2 separate regions of the Pan troglodytes genome follow, and region 2 is linked to region 1. Evidence: chromatin contacts called from public Hi-C data. All regions are on one chromosome and are shown on one strand. The core of a region is the stretch at or near the end of the contact, and the rest is flanking DNA. Distances in the headings are between cores, read along the strand shown. Region 1 overlaps TENM2 (teneurin transmembrane protein 2). Region 2 overlaps TENM2 (teneurin transmembrane protein 2).

Region 1 (4,674 bases), core at 1,805-4,304:
AGGAATCAAGCCCTTATGATTCTGAGATGAAATCGGAGGTTAGGACCACATAGATAAAATACACAAGTTGAAATAACCATTGCAGCCTTTACTCACTACCCCGATATCAAACAGTTCACTCAGGGTTGGGAAGTGCCCAGAGTGGGCAGATTTAGTCTGCGGGTTAGTTTGTATTATTCAGAGCAGATGTCTGGATAGCCCATGTTCAGGAGATAATTGCAAGAGTCCACAGTTAGCATGTAGCATCCCTCCTTGATTCCCCGGCAATGCAAATGTTGGCTTCTTCTTGCATTTTGCCCAATTGTTCTGCTCATGAACACACACTAACATCTACTTTACCTCTTCATGAGACGCTGATCTACATTTACTATATATAGTTCTTAGTGATTTTGATCTATTATTATACACATTCTATAGTTCCTCCATGTCCTGGTGTTACAGCCTTTGCATGGCCTTTTGATGTTAGTTACCAGTATTTTTTTGAGACAGGATCTCGCTCTGTCACTCAGGCTGGAGTGCCATGGTGTGATCTTGGCTCACTGCAATCTCTGCCTCCCTGGGCTCAAGCAATTCTCCCACATCGGCCTCCCAAGTAGCTGGGACTACAGGCACGTACCACCATGCCCAGCTAATTTTTGTAGTGACAGGGTTTCACTATGTTGGTCAGGCTGGTCTCAAACTCCTGATCTCAAGTGATCCGTCTACCTCAGCCTCCCAAAGTGCTGGGATTACAGGCATGAGCCACTGCGCCTGGTCTAGGTCCCAGTATTAACAAGGGGTGATGGTGGTGGTGGTGGCAGATGACAGGAACAACAACCCATTTTAAAATTATGTTTAAAGAATAAACCTCTTCTAGCCACACAATGTGCCGTCTGCGCTAGTCATAAGAGTAAACTGCACGCTATACAAAAAATGCTAATATATTCCAAAGATACACATGAACTGTGGCTGATATGTATTCAAAGTATATTTTTTATCTACACAATTCTGTAGATTTTAGCCATGCCATATATTTAACTTTTAAGGAAAAGGTTACACAACAATCATTGCTTGGTAGAATCCAGTCTGCCAATAAGTTAGCTCTAACAGTTAACATTGAAGTCTTATACCTTATATTTAAATGTTTAGCAATCTCTACTATTTTTTCAAATATAAATAATTTGGTTGCAAATTCCAGAAAGGCATTAACCAAACATGGACTGATCCTGGGGCTTCCACCTGACTAAGTTTTAGAAGTCTGTCCTTGTGTCCTCATCTTTTTTCCCCATTTCTCTTTTTGATTCTTTGAGTACAGTAAATGTAATCCACAAGGACTGATGTGAATTGTTCAGTTGACTATTTGCAATGACCCTAAGAAAACTACCTCACTATGACCTTTTGTAAACAGGCCACAGACAACCCAAGTGTCCAACACTAACTCCCACAATTCTGCCTTACCCAAAATTTCCCTATGCATTGTTTGCTGACTTGGTACCATGTCATTTTTATGTATTTTCTATTTTGAAAATATAGCATTTGAGGCTGCGCTTGGAAAGGACCAAAGAGCCCCCATTTCCTCTCTGTCAGTATCCCCAAGGAGGAGAACTGATGCTGGGCTTGTAAATTGTGGCATTTACTTTAAAGGAAATGACAGGAGCGTCTGCTCAAACTAGAAGAATAAAACTCCCCAAAGCAGCTCTGGGGGCCGGAGATAGAAAAGCAAAAGATGCAATTATGCACGTATGAACATCTCTCTGGTTTTTGAATGGCAAATCTCACTGATCAAGGTATGCTTGGCTTTGTTTTTGAGAAAACCACAGTGAACATAACTATGAGGAGATGGCACATGTCCTACTAATAAAGCCACAGAGCCCTAATTTCTCACAAGAAAAGGCTTAGGCAGTAAAGATCTTTATAACATACAGAGCACAAACTCTAAAGTCACAGGAGATCATCGTTCTGAACAAGAGACTATACTGGACCAGCACTCTCTTCATTTTGGGAGCTTTAGCTGGCATATCAATTTACACTTTCTGAATGTCTCTCAAGAACTCATGTATGTCATCTCACAAAGATGTGAAACCTGTACCAAACACTTCAAGTAGCAGAAACACTTTTTTTTCCAACTTATCTCACCCAAAGGACTAGCTTGACCGAAACATCTATGCTCTCTTGTTGGCCAATTCCTTGCTGTTGTCTACTGAGACCAAAGTTGTCATCTTCCCATCTCTTTTTCAAGGGCCCCGGCAGCATTTCAGCACATCTATTGTTTTTTCTCCACTCCCACTCTGTGATATCTGGAGTAGACCCCTCAGATCCTTCAAGCTACAGTTGGTGTCCTTTTCTTAATGGGGGTGTGGACCTGCCTTGCTTTTCTCCCCTCTATCCATCAAGATTTGTGCAATTCAGGAGTTAGCCTTTCTTTTTTTTTTTTTCCCATAACGGGCCACACAAGCAGCTTTGTGGGCCATGCGGTCTCCTAATTACTCAGTGCTGACAGGTGGCATGGAAGCTGGCGAGGCATCAGTGAATGGGTGTGGGTGTCCTGTAATAATACTTTGTTTATGGTCACTGAAATGTGAATTTCATATCATTGTCATGTGCCAGGAAATAGTTTTCTTTGGATTTGTTTTCAACCCTTAGAAAATGTAAAAACTATTCTTAGCTGGCAAGCCATGGAAAAACAGGCAGCAGGCCAGATTTGGCCCTCTGGCCATAGTTTGGCGACTCCTCCTCGAATCCATCTGGACTGCCCTCTTGTGAGCTATTTCCAAAGTAAAGACAGATTGTAGGTAGGAGAGAGCCAGCAGGCATCATTGTGGAAACACTAACCCTGCCCCTCTGTCCCCCAGATGTGGGAAGGGGGAGCAAAGGGGAGGTGAGGTTGGATTGTATGAATTAAAAGAAAGTAGGATTATCTACCTCAATGCTGATGATTGGCAAGAGCTTTTGAGGGGAGGATTTGGGACAATGGAGATATGGGGAGGGGAATCTTCATGTAAATAACACCAGGCATGCAATAGTACAGCAAAAGGAATGCCCCTGATGAATGGAAGCTATTGTAAGAACTGTCTCAGTATAGGGCTGTGCACAGCCCTCCCTTGAAAGTCTTTTGAATTATTCCTCAGACTCTGCAGGGAACTGAGGATAAAAGCGGCTGCAGGGGAGCAAGACCTGGAGCGTCATCGAGAGATTGCAAAAACAATTCACTGCCAACAGACTGTCCCAGCAGGGTCCCAGTGCTATGGTCGTGGCCCTGATTGGCATGCTGCCCCTCGGATGCCCAATCAGATGGAACTGGAAGAAATCGAATACAGAGTCAGTCCACTTTATCTCTGTATAACCACCCAAATGAACAGCATGGGAAATTGAGTCTGATCTCATGAATCAGCCCTGCGCAAGCTCCTAGCCCTGTCTCTCACTCCAGGTGGCCCATCTGTGACTGGGGTTGTTAGGCAGGGACAGAGGGGAGGGTCTCAAACTTGATGGCTGGGATCAAAGGTAACTTCAAGGGGCCAAACTGTAGTTTGGCTGGAAACGTCTTTGAGAATTTCCATGCAGGCAAGTAGATTAACCAGCTTGGTATAAAAATGGATCCTAGGCTTGATCTAATTAAATAACAAAAGTAAAAACCGGAGGTAAAATGATGCTCAAGTTGACAACTTTGTCATCCCAACTGTCTGAGAGATGTGCAAAGCCAAACAGCATTGGCTCCCAGCTTCTCTACCAAAGGGATGATTAGGTACGTTTAATCCAGTATAGCCCTACCCTAAACCACAATTGTGCCGAAAAAGAGAGAAAAATAAAAATGAAGAAACTCCAAAACTATTTCTTCTTAACAAAGAAAATGACCTTTAAATTATTCTTGGTCCAGAAGCTTTTATAGAGAGGTGGCTGAGTGAGAATAAAATGGGACCAGAGGAGGAGACATTTAATGACGGTGGTGGTGATGGGGAATCTCAGGACCTTACCGTGGTACCTGCTACGGAGGGAACCTGAGAGTCCTGCCTGCGTCTAACCTGACCTAAAATTAGTGAGTTCACCTTGTTGCCAGCAAGCAGGGATCCAGTGATCCAGCCAGCTGAGAGAGGATTTAAAAAGGGGAGAGTTGCAGACCACAGTGATTTGAGGTGCTTGCAACCCCCAGACACCGACAATTTCCCATGCATGTGCATTTCTCCCTCCCTGAGATTGGAAGTTTGGAGGGGTTTTCTTATCTGCTCTGGTCCCTTTCCTTTCAACTCGGAATCCTGGAAAGAAGGAAAAGCCCTTCCCAATTAGGGACCTCATTTTTCTCTTTCCCTATCCCCTGGGAGATTTGGAGGGGCAGCAGGAAATGTGGGAGAGCACTTGTGTCCCTGAAGGAACAGCCAGTTGCCATGCGCGACCGTCACTATAGATCTACGATTTATGAAAATAAAGCAATATGTGCCTGTTTCGGTGCCTGCCGTTTGCCTACCAATGGTGCAGTGTTCACCATTCCAGCCCTCTCGGCATTCACATTTGCCATCTTTACAGGTCCCGTGCTCAATGCAGCGGGGGTGGCACACGCGCTGGTCACACGCTGCGCCTGTCCAGCCCTCTTCACAGCGGCAGGCTCCCCCGATGCAGACGCCGTGAGTGCCACAGTCTACTGAGCACACTTCTGGAAGAAAAACAATGATTACAGCTCAACACCACAGCTGGTGAAACCTT
Region 2 (5,192 bases), core at 1,212-3,711, 91 kb before region 1:
GATTGGGAGAAGGAGTTGAACATGACTAAAGAGGCTCTTTATCATTTCTGTCTTCTGGAGGGCCTCTTTTTAAGGGTGATGTGTTTTTCTGCCCCTCTGAGCCCGAAGTTTGCTAAGGCAGACTCTGCTCCTGCAGGGGATGAGAGACCAGCAGGCAGCACTGGGAGGTGGGAAGAGAGCAGGAGAAATGCAAAGTGAGGTATTAAAAAGACCTAATGTGCAAGCTGCATTCTTCAATTCTGCTTTTCCAAAATAAGTCTCTATCTGTCTGACTCTTGTATCCACTCTACAGTTAGTTGAGTGAAACCTGAGGGGTAGGAAGGAGACAGAGGTGTGCTTAATAATTCCTCTCAAATCCCATTAGCCTATACTCTGAGTTAAACTTCTATATGCCAAGCGCTTTGCTAATTTCTAAAAATGTATTATCTCAGTGGATTAGCACAGGGCTCCTGTTGTTAATTTGCATTTTTATCCCCATGTAACAGATGAGACATTGAGGCTCAGAGAGGTTAAATAACGTGTCCAACGTCAATCAGTAAGCATGTGGCAGAGATGGACTCCACACCCCTGTCATCCTGATCCTAAGACCTAGGAGCTTTCTGGTATAAGATGCTGCCTTTTGGGGAAGACTGTGAAAACCTGAGTTCCCTCAGGGATGTAACTAAATCAGGCTACTTCTTCTATCAAGACCCAATGGCCTGCATCTGGGGAAATCTTAATTCCAAGGTTGGATGTCTTGGAAGTTTCTGGAACTGGCTGATCATAAAATGGGTCCAGGAAGATTCGATAGTGTTATTTTTTCCTACCCCTCTCTCTCTCCTGCTTCCAGAGTCATTGATAGGCTGGTCTTATTGAGTTACATCTTCCCAAAAATTCAGGGACAGTTCCCATGTGGAGTCTGAAGGTGGAGTTACAAATTCCATTCATAGCCCTGCTTTACAACGCTAGTGTGCAATGCAAAGAACGCTGGGCTTGGAGATCTGGATTCCAGTCCTGCTTCACTACCAACTCCCTGTGTGGTCTTAGGGGAGTCACTTCGATTCTCTGAGCCTCAGTTTCTTTATCAATAAAATGGGGATAATCAAATCCATATTTAGACAGTCACTGTGACAACACGGCAGATAAATGGCTTCTCTACCTCATGTTCTATGCAGAAAAAAAAGATATGGCCACTCTTCTCACCTATAGGGGGATTTGTACTCTGCCCCCCGTAACAGAGTGGGAAGAGAGGAATCCCCCTAAGGAAGCTCTCACTGAAGGACAAATCATTTTCTTTCTTTCTTTTTCTTTTTTTTTTGAGACAGAGTGTTGCTCTGTCGCCCAGGCTGGAGTACAGCTGCGTGATCTCAACTCACTGCAACCTCCACCTCCTGAGTTCAAGTGATTTTCATGCCTTTGCCTCCTAAGTAGCTGAGACTATAAGTATGCACCACCACACTTGGCTAACTTTTGTATTTTCAGTAGAGATGAGGTTTTTCCATGTTGGCCAGGCTGGTCTCAAACTGCTGGCCTCCAGTGATCCTCCTGCCTTAGCCTCCCAAAGTGCAGAAATTACAGGCATGAGGCATCGCTCCCGACCAGGACAGACTTTTCTAGTAGCCTCACAGCCTCTGTGTGGTTTTCTTCATCACCCTTTCTCTAAAGTTTTGGCTAAGGCTATGCAGTGTTGGTCTTGACCACACTGCCCTGACAGGAGGTGAAGTTATGTCTGATTTTTAAGTTGGCTGTGTGTCTTCCAATTGGCTGATCATGTGCCAAAAGTGCCATAAAACAAAAAGAACTCACCATCTTTTCAGGTAGAAAAGAAAACCCTATACATTTGAACCCCACAATGGAGAATTTGTGATCACTGGATTTATCTACATTATGAAAAAAAGGGCAGCTTATCAAATTAAGATAAAAAAATTCAGTTTCAATGTAACTTCTGAACATTTTAAAACACAATTACGAGTCATGCCTATGTTTTCATTAAACTAGGGACACTTTCTGGAAAATACTTTCCCTTTTAGAGTTCAGATCTGTGGATGCACTTGAACCCAAGCTTCTTTATGACAGTCTGTAAACCAGGCCCAGTTCAGGCTGGCCTCCCTGAGACGGATGTTTTTTCCCCCTCTTTCAGGAGAGCCAACAAATTGTTTCTGAAATGCATTAGGTCTTTGGTTGAAACTGTCAGAAAGGAAGATGAAAATCTCGGAGGTGTTTGGGTGAGTGTATAGCTTCAGCCTAATTCGGTATGAGAGCCAAGGACAGCACTCAGATGGTACCCTCGAGGGCAGAATCACTGGCTGGTAAAGTTTGATCAAAACTACAGTGTCCTGAAGGGTATTAAGATGCTTCAGAAATCTCAAGCATCATTAAGGTGCTTGAGAAAGAGTTGCCCAAAGAAGAAAGTCAGAACCAGGGAAAGCAATTCTTCTGCAATGCACTAAATATCCAGCAGGTGGCAACAGCTTCCTTTTACATTCTCCCAAGACCATTGGCATACAAACAGGAAGTAAACATTGCTGGGTTTAGGAATGATCAACAATGAGGTTTTCTGTTCTCCCTCTTGTCCCCCCCCTCCTTTTTTTTTTTTGCTGTGCCAACTCTCCCTAACTTACTACATTCTCAGCTAGCAGCAGCATCCAGACAAAACACAAGCAAGGACTCCAAGTACACAGGGGTTAACACACTCCTTCATCACCTAGGAGAGCCAGATATTTATAAATTCTGCTCCAGTCTCAGCCAGCCACTGGGAGAATCATGCCTAGTAACTTCCTCCAACCAGCATCCCACCATTAGTACCTACAGCAGCAGACACTTTGACCAAGAGCTGCCTGCAGGAGCTAGGAAAAACAGCTTTTTGCAAAACAAGCGTCAGGACTATTAAGTATGAGATAATTGTTAGGGGAAATATGACCAGCTCTCGCATCTTTTAATATACCTAATGCTTTATCTGTATCGATCTGCTTCTGCTAAGGAGGAAATTCAGAGTTTATCTACCTGTCTGTGCAGTCAAGTGTGTTGCTGGACCTATTGGCAAATCACAGGAGCCCCACTGGGATCTTGCCTTTTAGGTTCTAATTTCCGCACCCATGGCAAACTTGAATAATCAGCAAAGTTAATCAACATTTTACCTCCCAGGTGCTGTGCATGTCCAATATCCTGAAATTTGAACAGCAAGCAGGCAACAGGAATTCCCAACTCTAGTAGGGAGGATGCTCAATATCAGAGATCCATTAGAGCAAATCATTTCAGAGTCAGGGAGAGGGGACATGAATATCTTGAGGCCATAAGACATCATTAAAGTTAGAAAGACAACGTGACAAAGCAATTTAAAAAGCTACACAAACGACCCAGTCCTAATGCCAGCTAGGGCAAGGGAAGGGCTCTTCAGAGATGCTTTACAAACCCACTTACTCATAGAAAGTCGTCCATCCTGTTTCATCGCTCTTGGTGGCCAGGAGCCCAGTGTTCCCATCATAGGTCATGAGACCAAGCTCCAGGTTCTGTGTGGACACGACTTTGAGGCCTCCATTGGTGCCCACGGTGAGGGTGATGATCTGGTTGTCAGGCATGAGCAGGTGACGGGGCATGCCACTGCTGTCCCGACGGATCTTCAGGGAATTCCCATTATTGTCAATCAATTCAGTGACATCATTGTCAGTACTATATGTGAAATTGTACAAGTACTCCCCTGTCACCAGGCTCACAGTGTATTGGTGGATGCCATCAGCGTTGAAGACATATAACTCCTGCTCTCCGGGGGATGCAGCCTCATACTGGTTGAAGGCATTAAGAACAGGCTTGTTCTTGCTGACCGCCCTGATCCGAATATTTCCAAGGTCTGCAATGTAGATGGTACCATCTGGAGCTACAGCTAAGGATGATGGGGAATTCAAGATGGCATCAGTCGCGTAGGCATCATCTCCTGAATAGCAGTTGCAATTGACATCGTTTTTGCAGTCGCAGTCCGAGGCTGCCCCAGCTAAAAGGCAGATCTCCCCGTTGGTTGTTACCTGGCGTAGACGGTTAATCTTCTTCTCATCTGTCTCAGTGATGTAGAGGACCCCAGTGTGAGAAATGGCAATGGCACTGGCTGACTCCAGGGCAGAGTGAATGGCTAGTTTGCTGAGTGAGTAGTCAATGCCAGGAACTTGGCAGTGCATGGGGCGTCCCGCAATGATGCTGACTTGGTGGTTCTCGGTGATTCGAAGGATGACATTGTTCTCTAGAACATACAAGGAGTTATCCATGGGATTGACAGCAAGGTCTGTTGGCCACTCCAGACGAACCTGTGGATGACGTGGTATCAGATTAAAGAACAGCCTTTAATATGTCCAACGTTTAACTGTAGGGCACTTACTGGTTTTATATATCTAGGAAAAAAGACAGCTTTTTAATAACACATTGTATTAGAAATGCTCTTCATTGAACCAGCTGCTCATTGCCCATGATGAGTGGGTGTGATGGAGAAGAAGAGATAATATAATATATATTTTCTACCGTGTCACCTGCCATGACCAGAACAGGCCATCAGCTCTACCTATGATGCTGCTTCTCAGCTTCAGATGGCTGGACCAGCATCAGAGCTGTTACATATGGTTGCACAGGTAGTTCACTGCACAAGAGACCATGCCATCCAGCCCATACTCTGCTCTCCAAGCAGACGCCTATGGAAGCTATGTACATTTAGAGGCGGCACCTGTATCTAATTCACAAAAAGGAGCCATGTGACTTGGAAGATGGCTCTGATCCAAGGGGAGCCAAAGTGCAGGCTCGCCAGCAAACTACAACTTGAGTGTCTGCTTTAAAAAATAAACTGAACCAAACGCATTCTTCCTCTACGGAATTTGAAATAAAAATCTCAGTAGCAAGTTGTCTGTTGTGGAACTTGAGCTGAAATTTATGAGGCTGGCCAAGGGTTGAAAAGGCCGTTATAGAAAGGCTGAACATATATTCCAGGCTGTCTGAGAACAAATGCTGTACATTTGAGTGAGCCTCTGTTCTCTGCCTCTCTAACAGCCCAAACTAAACACACACTTTGGGTGATATTGTAGAGGGCTCTGCTCTAGTTACTACTGCACAAAGTAAAGGTTTATATAGTGAGGATGCAATCATTTCAGATTAACGGGAAAGTTCTGATTGACATATAACACTGTACAGTACATTCTCAAACCTGCAATAATGATGGAGAAGGGAGGTAATTACAC

The links. Hi-C and Micro-C count contacts between places; a contact is called where the count stands out from the background.
Region 2: a contact with region 1 is called in a Hi-C map of stem cell-derived neural progenitor cells, with 4 times the contacts expected there. The contact joins two enhancer-like sites. A contact is called at or near these places in 3 of 7 Hi-C or Micro-C datasets (blood, induced pluripotent stem cells and stem cell-derived neural progenitor cells).

What each region holds. Positions count from the first base shown.
Region 1 is chr4:165,800,226-165,804,899 of NHGRI_mPanTro3-v2.0_pri, reverse strand. All of the region lies in intron 23 of TENM2 (teneurin transmembrane protein 2), which reads right to left. Among named protein-coding and RNA genes, the nearest start is that of WWC1, 160 kb to the left of the region's middle. Within about 2 kb of position 3,054, at least 5 of the 24 cell types and tissues checked have an H3K27ac peak or open chromatin away from gene starts, as enhancers often do. A contact at or near this core is called in stem cell-derived neural progenitor cells, where this site is marked.
Region 2 is chr4:165,890,595-165,895,786 of NHGRI_mPanTro3-v2.0_pri, reverse strand. TENM2 (teneurin transmembrane protein 2) reads right to left here. Exons shown (of 40, transcript XM_054685276.2): 34 at 3,400-4,274. Among named protein-coding and RNA genes, the nearest start is that of WWC1, 72 kb to the left of the region's middle. Within about 2 kb of position 2,461, at least 6 of the 24 cell types and tissues checked have an H3K27ac peak or open chromatin away from gene starts, as enhancers often do. A contact at or near this core is called in stem cell-derived neural progenitor cells, where this site is marked.